Linked DNA regions of Pan troglodytes: region 2 is linked to region 1. The links are chromatin contacts, called in public HiChIP or PLAC-seq maps. All regions are on one chromosome and are shown on one strand. Each heading gives the region's core, a stretch centred on a gene start, on an enhancer-like site or on the middle of the called end of the contact. The rest is flanking DNA. Distances are from core to core; before and after follow the strand shown. Region 1 holds the start of POC1A (POC1 centriolar protein A). Region 2 holds the start of ALAS1 (5'-aminolevulinate synthase 1).

Region 1 (3,391 bases), core at 589-3,088:
AGTTTCTTTTTGGGATGATGAAAATATTCTGGAATTAGTGATTACAGTTGCACAACACTGTGAATGTACTAAAAACTACTGAAATGTACACTTTAAAAGGTGAATTCTGTGGTGTATGAATAACTTAATAAAGTTAAAACACCAGAGAGAATACTCCAGAGACTCTCTCCATCCAATAGCAGCTTGTGTCTTAACACTTGAAGGGTTATAATTCAGCCATCCAAACATCTCCCCCTACTCTAAGTATCAGAAACCTCAAAGAAGCATTTTGGGTGCTCCAGGAAGCCCAAAGGCTCCTCCTGGGAAAGGATGTCCTTGGGGCACAGCAAAGCCACTGCCACCCTACAGAGCAGTAACCAGAACAAAGGCCCTATGGCCTTGTGCCCAGCTCCACCCCTAACGCACCTGTCAGAGTCTCCTTTCAACAACAGAGGGAGGAGCAGCTGGGGGAGGGTCCCCAACAGAGCCTTCTGCTCTCACCTAAGCTTCTTGAAAGAACATGCGTAAGAGAGTGTCCGCCTCTAGGCTCAGTGGGCAGAGGCAAGTTCAGGTCCACCCCTGACCAGTAGGCCCATGGTATCTCTCAACACCGCCTCCCCTCTGTAGTTCCCTGCATGTGGGCCTCATCTCCCTCAACAGTGGTTTATACATGAGGGGACAGGAAGGGAGGTAGAGTACCAGATTAGGAGTCAAAAGGTCTGTATCCTAGCCTGGAATCTCCGTCCATGTCCTCAAGTGCCTCAGGGCATCACAGGCTACCACCCAGCCTCCCTGACTCTCCAATCAGCCAGAGGGCCTTGCCCGTTCAAAGAAATCTCTCGAAATGAGGACCTCTGGAGGAATGTGAACTCAGAGAGGGCGGCTCCGCCCCGCTCACACTGCAGGCCCGGGCATCCCAGCGTCCTGCTGTACCTACCTGCTGGAGCAGGGTGTACCCTCAACAAGACCCCACGCAGCCACCCACTGCTAAGGACGTGGAGAATGGCTAGAGAGGCCCGATACCGGCCCCAGGTCACACATGAGTCGGGACTTGGTCGTGTGTCCCTCGCTAGGATGCAAACTATGGAGGCAGAGGCCTGTTTGTTCGCTCCAGAAACCCAGCGCAGGGCCTGGCACGCAGGAGGCGCTCAGAAAGTGCCCGACCCAGCGCCCCCTGCGCAGACGGTAAACTGGACCTGAAGAGGACCACCCTGGAACCTGGCGCCCCGCCCGCCCCTCGCAGCCATCGCTCTGGCCACTAGGCGCCCAGTGTCCCAGCGGGGAGACTGAGGCCTGGGGAGTTGCTCTCGGCTGGGCTTACCGCGCAGGGCGCAGCCATGGCGGGGCTGGCGACGCCGAAGGCAGCTGCGGTGGCCGTTGCGGCCCGTTCAGTTTCCGCGCCCCCAACGGCCACCAATAGCAACGCGGGCCGCGTCGGCACGCCCCGCCCACCGCAATTAAAGGAGAAGCGCCTCAGCTTTTTGCCCGACGACTGGAAGCAGAGCTGTATGACCGGCGGCCGGCGCCACGGTCTCCGTGCCCAGTTCCCCAAGCCCAGACAACCCACAGACAGCGCAGCCAAAAGCCTCTGTCCGCCGCCACTCGTTCCGCCTGAGAAATTAAAAGACCCAGGATGAAGGGTTCACCCCACCAGCCCGTCGTCCGGCTACTCTAACGGCGAGCGCAGCCTGCTGGGAAATGCAGTTCCAAGCCGCCCACGCCCCTATGTCTGGAGGAAGGTGGAGCTACAGTTCCCAACATGACGTGAGGGCGGGCCGGGTTTTACCACCCGAAGCGACGGCCTTAAGGATCCCGGAAGCGGAGGACACGTGGGTTGCTGTAACCAGATTGCCTTAAAGCACCCGCGCGCGCCGGCGCAGCCAGATTTTCCCCGCAGGAACCTACTGAGAGCTGAGTATTCGCCCCTCGGGAACTCTCAGTGGTTCGCCGTCCGAACGTTCTTAAGACAAGTGTCGATTTAAAATAACATGAGTTACTCGGAATCACAATCATGGAGTGGAGAGATCAAGGTTCGATTCTCAGTTCTCGCCCTGATTGGCTGTGTGATCTCAGGAAAAACGCCTCTGCTCTGTGCCCCGGTTTCCCCATTTGTAACACGAGGGAGTGTGGTGCAGCCCGGCCCTGTCAGGATCCTTAAGGCCTCAGAAGCTGTTAGAAACCCAGTCTTTAAAAGAAGGAGAGGCCGGGCTCAGTGGCTCACGCCTGTAATCTCAGCACTTTGCCACTTTGGGAGGCCGAGGTGGGTGGATCACCTGAGGTCAGGAGTATGAGACCAGCCTGGCCAACATGGTGAAACCCCATGTCTACTAAAAATACAAAAATTAGCCGGGCGTGGTGGCACGCGCCTGTAAACCCAGCTACTCGGGAGGCTGAGGGAGGAGAATTGTTCGAACTCCGGAGGCAGAGGTTGCAGTGAGCCTAGATGTTGCCGCTGCACTCCAGCCTGGGCAACAGAGGGAGACTCTGTCTCAAAAAAAATATATATATATATAAAATAAAATTTGAAGGCCACCAGCAACCATCTGAATAGACTCCCTGCTTGGCCAGGGCACTCAAATTTAACCTGAAAGAGTGGTTCAGGCCATGATGGGAAGTGGGGGTTGGACATGCCTCATTATACTCTCCAGCATTAACATCAACAAAAACCTTAAGTCTGATAAGAAACATTTACGATCTATTTTCTCTGAAACCTGCTACCTGGAGGCTTCATCTGCATGGTAAAACCTTGGTCTCCATAACCCCTTATCTTAACCGAGATATCCCTTTCTACTGATAATAATTATTTCAACCAATTGCCAATCAGAATATGTTTAAATCTACCAATGACCTGGAAGTTTCCCACTTCGAGTTGTCTTGTCCTTCCAGATCAAACCAATGTAAATCTTACATGTATTGATTGATGTATTTTGTCTCCCTAAAATGTATAAAACCATGCTGTGCCCAGGCCACTTGGGCACATGTTGTCAGGACCTCCTGAGGCTGTGTCATGGGTGTGTCCTTAACCTTAGCAAAATAAATTTTCTAAGTTGACTGAGACCTTTCGGGTTGACAGTTTGGCAACCACGAAAGGATTCTGAGTGGAGGTGCCCCTGACCTTTGACAGATCTCCTATCGGTGCTTGGTACCAGCTTGAGCTATCTTTATGGCTCAAATCTACAGGACAATTTGCTAAGGCCTGGGAGCCCCCCTCCACAAAATTCCTGATCTTCCCAAATTTGGTTAACATCTAAAGTTTATTTTACTGTACAGCTCCTTTTTCTGGAGTTTTACTTGTTTCCAACAATGAAGGCAGGTTTTCCTGCTTCCCTGACGATGGAAGGCAGGTAACTCCTTTCTGGAGTTTGAGCTCGCTTCCAACAGAGAAGGCAAGTTTGAGTTTTCCCTACTTCTG
Region 2 (3,391 bases), core at 386-2,885, 45 kb after region 1:
GCGCAGTGGCTCATGCCTATAATCCCAGAACTTTGGGAAGCTGAGGGTGATCACTTGAGGTCAGGAGTTCAAGACCAGCCTGGCCATCATGGTGAAACCCCATCTCTACTACAAATACAAAAATTAGCTGGGCGTGGTGGTGTAATCCCAGCTGCTCAGGAGGCTGAGGCAGAAGAATCGCTTGAACCTGGGAGGCAGAGGTCGCAGTGAGCCGAGATTGTGCCACTGCACTCCGGCCTGGGCAACAGAGGGAGACTCTGTCTCAAACAAACAAACAAAATAACAACAACAACAAAAACAACCTGTGAGGCAGGCATTTCAGGGATTATGATCCTATTGCCCAGATAAGGAAAGCAAGGCCCAAAGATGAGCAAAGCACTCAATATCATCCTTATTCTGTTCCCACTTCCAGCTGCACTTGGGTCCAAGTCCAAGTGCTGACCTTTTCTCTCTCATCTTCTCTGGGTGATGGGCACTGCCCAGGATCTCTTGGCTGAATGGCACAGAACTGGGTCTCGAGCTCTCAGACCAAAGCCCTCATCCTGGACTGGTCCCACTGCCACTCTGAACCCAGGTGCCTCCTCTGAAGGTGGAGACTCACCTCACCTGCCTTGCAGCCAGCTGGGTGCTCAGAGACAGAAATGCAAAGTACCTGGACACACCCTGGTCACCATCATTCTGGACTTTGTCCCTCTTGTTAATGCTCAGCTGGGAAAGGAATACCCTCAAAGGCCCTTTCCTCAAGAATGGAGGAGAGTACCTCTGAGCCTGGCACAGGCCCAGCCCAACACAGCCCAAGCCAAGCTGGGAAGGGTGTGGGGCAAGGAAACCAGACTGACATTCCTGAGACGGGTTTGCCAAGCCCTACACTTTATGTGTTGTACCCGGGAAACTCAATGGAGGTATGGCCCAACGCTGACCTTTGGCATGGAGGCCTAAGCCACCCTGCTGGTGCCCAGGGTGGCCAGCAAGGGGCTTCAGACAACCCTGGATGGAAAATAAAAATAGTGGCTAATATTTGTTACACGCTAACTATTGTCAGGCCCTGTGCCTTCCCCTCCTCCCCAAGTGCTCAGAGCTGTGGAGTGGATGGGTTCCACCCTAGCCCTGTTCCTCTGTCCCCTCTGGATCATCTTAGACCAGAAAGTGCCACAGCTGAGTGTCCCGCTTCTTCCGCATCCTGCCAGGACCACTCCATTTGTGGGCGATATAGCCAGCTCCACCTCCTCCGGGAAGCCCTTGTTCACAGTTTCCAAAGCAAGCCGCAGGTGGGATGGATCCTGCTTAACACCCCGGCCCAGAACCCCTTGGATCTCCTTCTTCCTCCATGTCCAAGACACCCAGCTTAACAAACCTGTAGCCCCCAACTTGGCCCTAGCGGCACCTCGCCTCGACCTTGCCATTTTATACTCAATTGGGGCGTAGGGTTCTGAAGCCCAGGGTAGTTGGTGGGGAGGCAGCACGAGGGTGCAGGATGAGGTCGGGAAAAGAGACCTCGTCCGCCCACCGCCTAGCGCTTCCTCCTCCCTGCAGGCGAGCCGGGGAATCCCCGGCAGCACCGATATCCGCAGAGCCCAAGAAGTGGGCCTCTCTGCCCCGCCCCCCGGCTCGCCGAGGGCTACGCGGCGCGCCTGCGCGGAAGAAGGCAGCGCCCAAGGCGCATGCGCAGCGGTCACTCCCGCTGTATATTAAGGCGCCGGCGATCGCGGCCTGAGGCTGCTCCCGGACAAGGGCAACGAGCGTTTCGTTTGGACTTCTCGACTTGAGTGCCCGTCTCCTTCGCCGCCGCCTCTGCAGAGTCCTCAGCGCAGGTGAGGGCCCGCGCAGTAGGTGCGGCGCCGGCCGAGGAAGCCCCGGGGTGTCCTGCCAGCCGTGGCACCGCTGCCCTGGGTGCTGGGACCCCATCCCCCACTGTCCCAGTCACCCGCCGCCTTGAGGTCAGCGTTTATCCTCCAGATCTTTTGCCTAGACGGCCGCCTCAGTTTCCCCCTTTCGGCCCCTTCCGGCTATTCCCGGTTGAACCCGCCGCTTTAGAATTCCCTTCTCATACCCCTCCCGTCATTCTCGAGACCTCGACCGCGGGTCACCTCTGACCCCCACTGCCGGAGGACTGCCTTCTTTCTCCAGACTCAACTCTCTCGACTTTATAAGCCCCTGCGCGTCCCCAGTGAGGCCCAAGGCGCTGGCCCTCATACCCCTACCTTCATTTGTGCCCCTCCTTTCTCAGTTATGCCCAGTTCTTCCCGCTGTGGGGACACGACCACGGAGGAATCCTTGCTTCAGGGACTCGGGACCCCGCTGGACCCCTTCCTCGGGTTTAGGGGATGTGGGGACCAGGAGAAAGTCAGGATCCCTAAGAGTCTTCCCTGCCTGGATGGATGAGTGGCTTCTTCCCCACCATCCCTTCTCCACCTAGATGTAAGCCAAGATGTCTTATCTGCACTGTGCATCTCCCTAAGAAACCTCTGGCCTCCCAAACCTGTTCTTGACTTTTCCCTCATCCTTCCGCCCCCTTGATTATGTACTGTCAGTATTTACTTCATTTGGTGAAGTTGCTTTGCAGGTGCCTTTGTGTAGCGCTGGGGAATGAAGAAGTTGGTGGCCCGGGTAAAGTGTGGTCACCATTCCTTAGCTCACATCAGTGCTGTCCTTAGGCATTTTTGAGGGAGAAGTGTTAGTATTCCAGGGTACCCTTTATATAAACTGCAGTTGACACCTGAATCCAGTGAGCTTGCAGTGATATTTGCCTGATTATTAACAACTGTTGATGTCACTCTTCATCAGTCTTTCCACAGGAGCCAGCATACTTCTTGAACATGGAGAGTGTTGTTCGCCGCTGCCCATTCTTATCCCGAGTCCCCCAGGCCTTTCTGCAGAAAGCAGGCAAATCTCTGTTGTTCTATGCCCAAAACTGCCCCAAGATGATGGAAGTTGGGGCCAAGCCAGCCCCTCGGGCATTGTCCACTGCAGCAGTACACTACCAACAGATCAAAGAAACCCCTCCGGCCAGTGAGAGTAAGTGTCATTGACAATGAAGGAGCAGGTACGGGTGTTTGTGCTCATTGGTAGACTAGAAGCAGTCCCCACAGTGGTGGTGAGGGTCACACTCACTCACAGAGGGCTGCTATGTGCAGGCTGGGCTCTGAGCACAGATTATCTCATACGATTGTCACCCCAAGGGTAGGCACTTTTAGCTTTTCCATCTTTAAAGGTGAAACAGTGGCCAGTGTTGCACATTACAGGTTTTTGGATTGCATGTTAGTGTCTATAGGGGTTTTAGTGTTTCCTCAGTGCCTCGTTCACATAAATATTAAATTGGAATGTTCTAATTTCCCTCATTAAACATTTAGCCTTCTAATTTCCCTCATTAAACATTTGGCCTTCGGCTTTT

Evidence for each region. HiChIP or PLAC-seq counts read pairs in DNA pulled down with a chosen protein or histone mark.
Region 2: a contact with region 1 is called in an H3K4me3 HiChIP or PLAC-seq map of stem cell-derived excitatory neurons, with 2.7 times the contacts expected there. The contact joins the promoter of ALAS1 here to the promoter of POC1A in region 1. A contact is called at or near these places in 1 of 7 Hi-C or Micro-C datasets (stem cell-derived neural progenitor cells) and 1 of 1 datasets of contacts at active chromatin or transcription factors (stem cell-derived excitatory neurons).

What each region holds. Positions count from the first base shown.
Region 1 is chr2:56,196,535-56,199,925 of NHGRI_mPanTro3-v2.0_pri, forward strand. It overlaps POC1A (POC1 centriolar protein A), which reads right to left and starts at 1,839. Exons shown (of 12, transcript XM_063806806.1): 1 at 1,766-1,839; 2 at 1,301-1,590. The coding sequence starts at 1,318.
Region 2 is chr2:56,241,599-56,244,989 of NHGRI_mPanTro3-v2.0_pri, forward strand. ALAS1 (5'-aminolevulinate synthase 1) reads left to right here and starts at 1,636. Exons shown (of 11, transcript XR_010155599.1): 1 at 1,636-1,811; 2 at 2,785-3,015.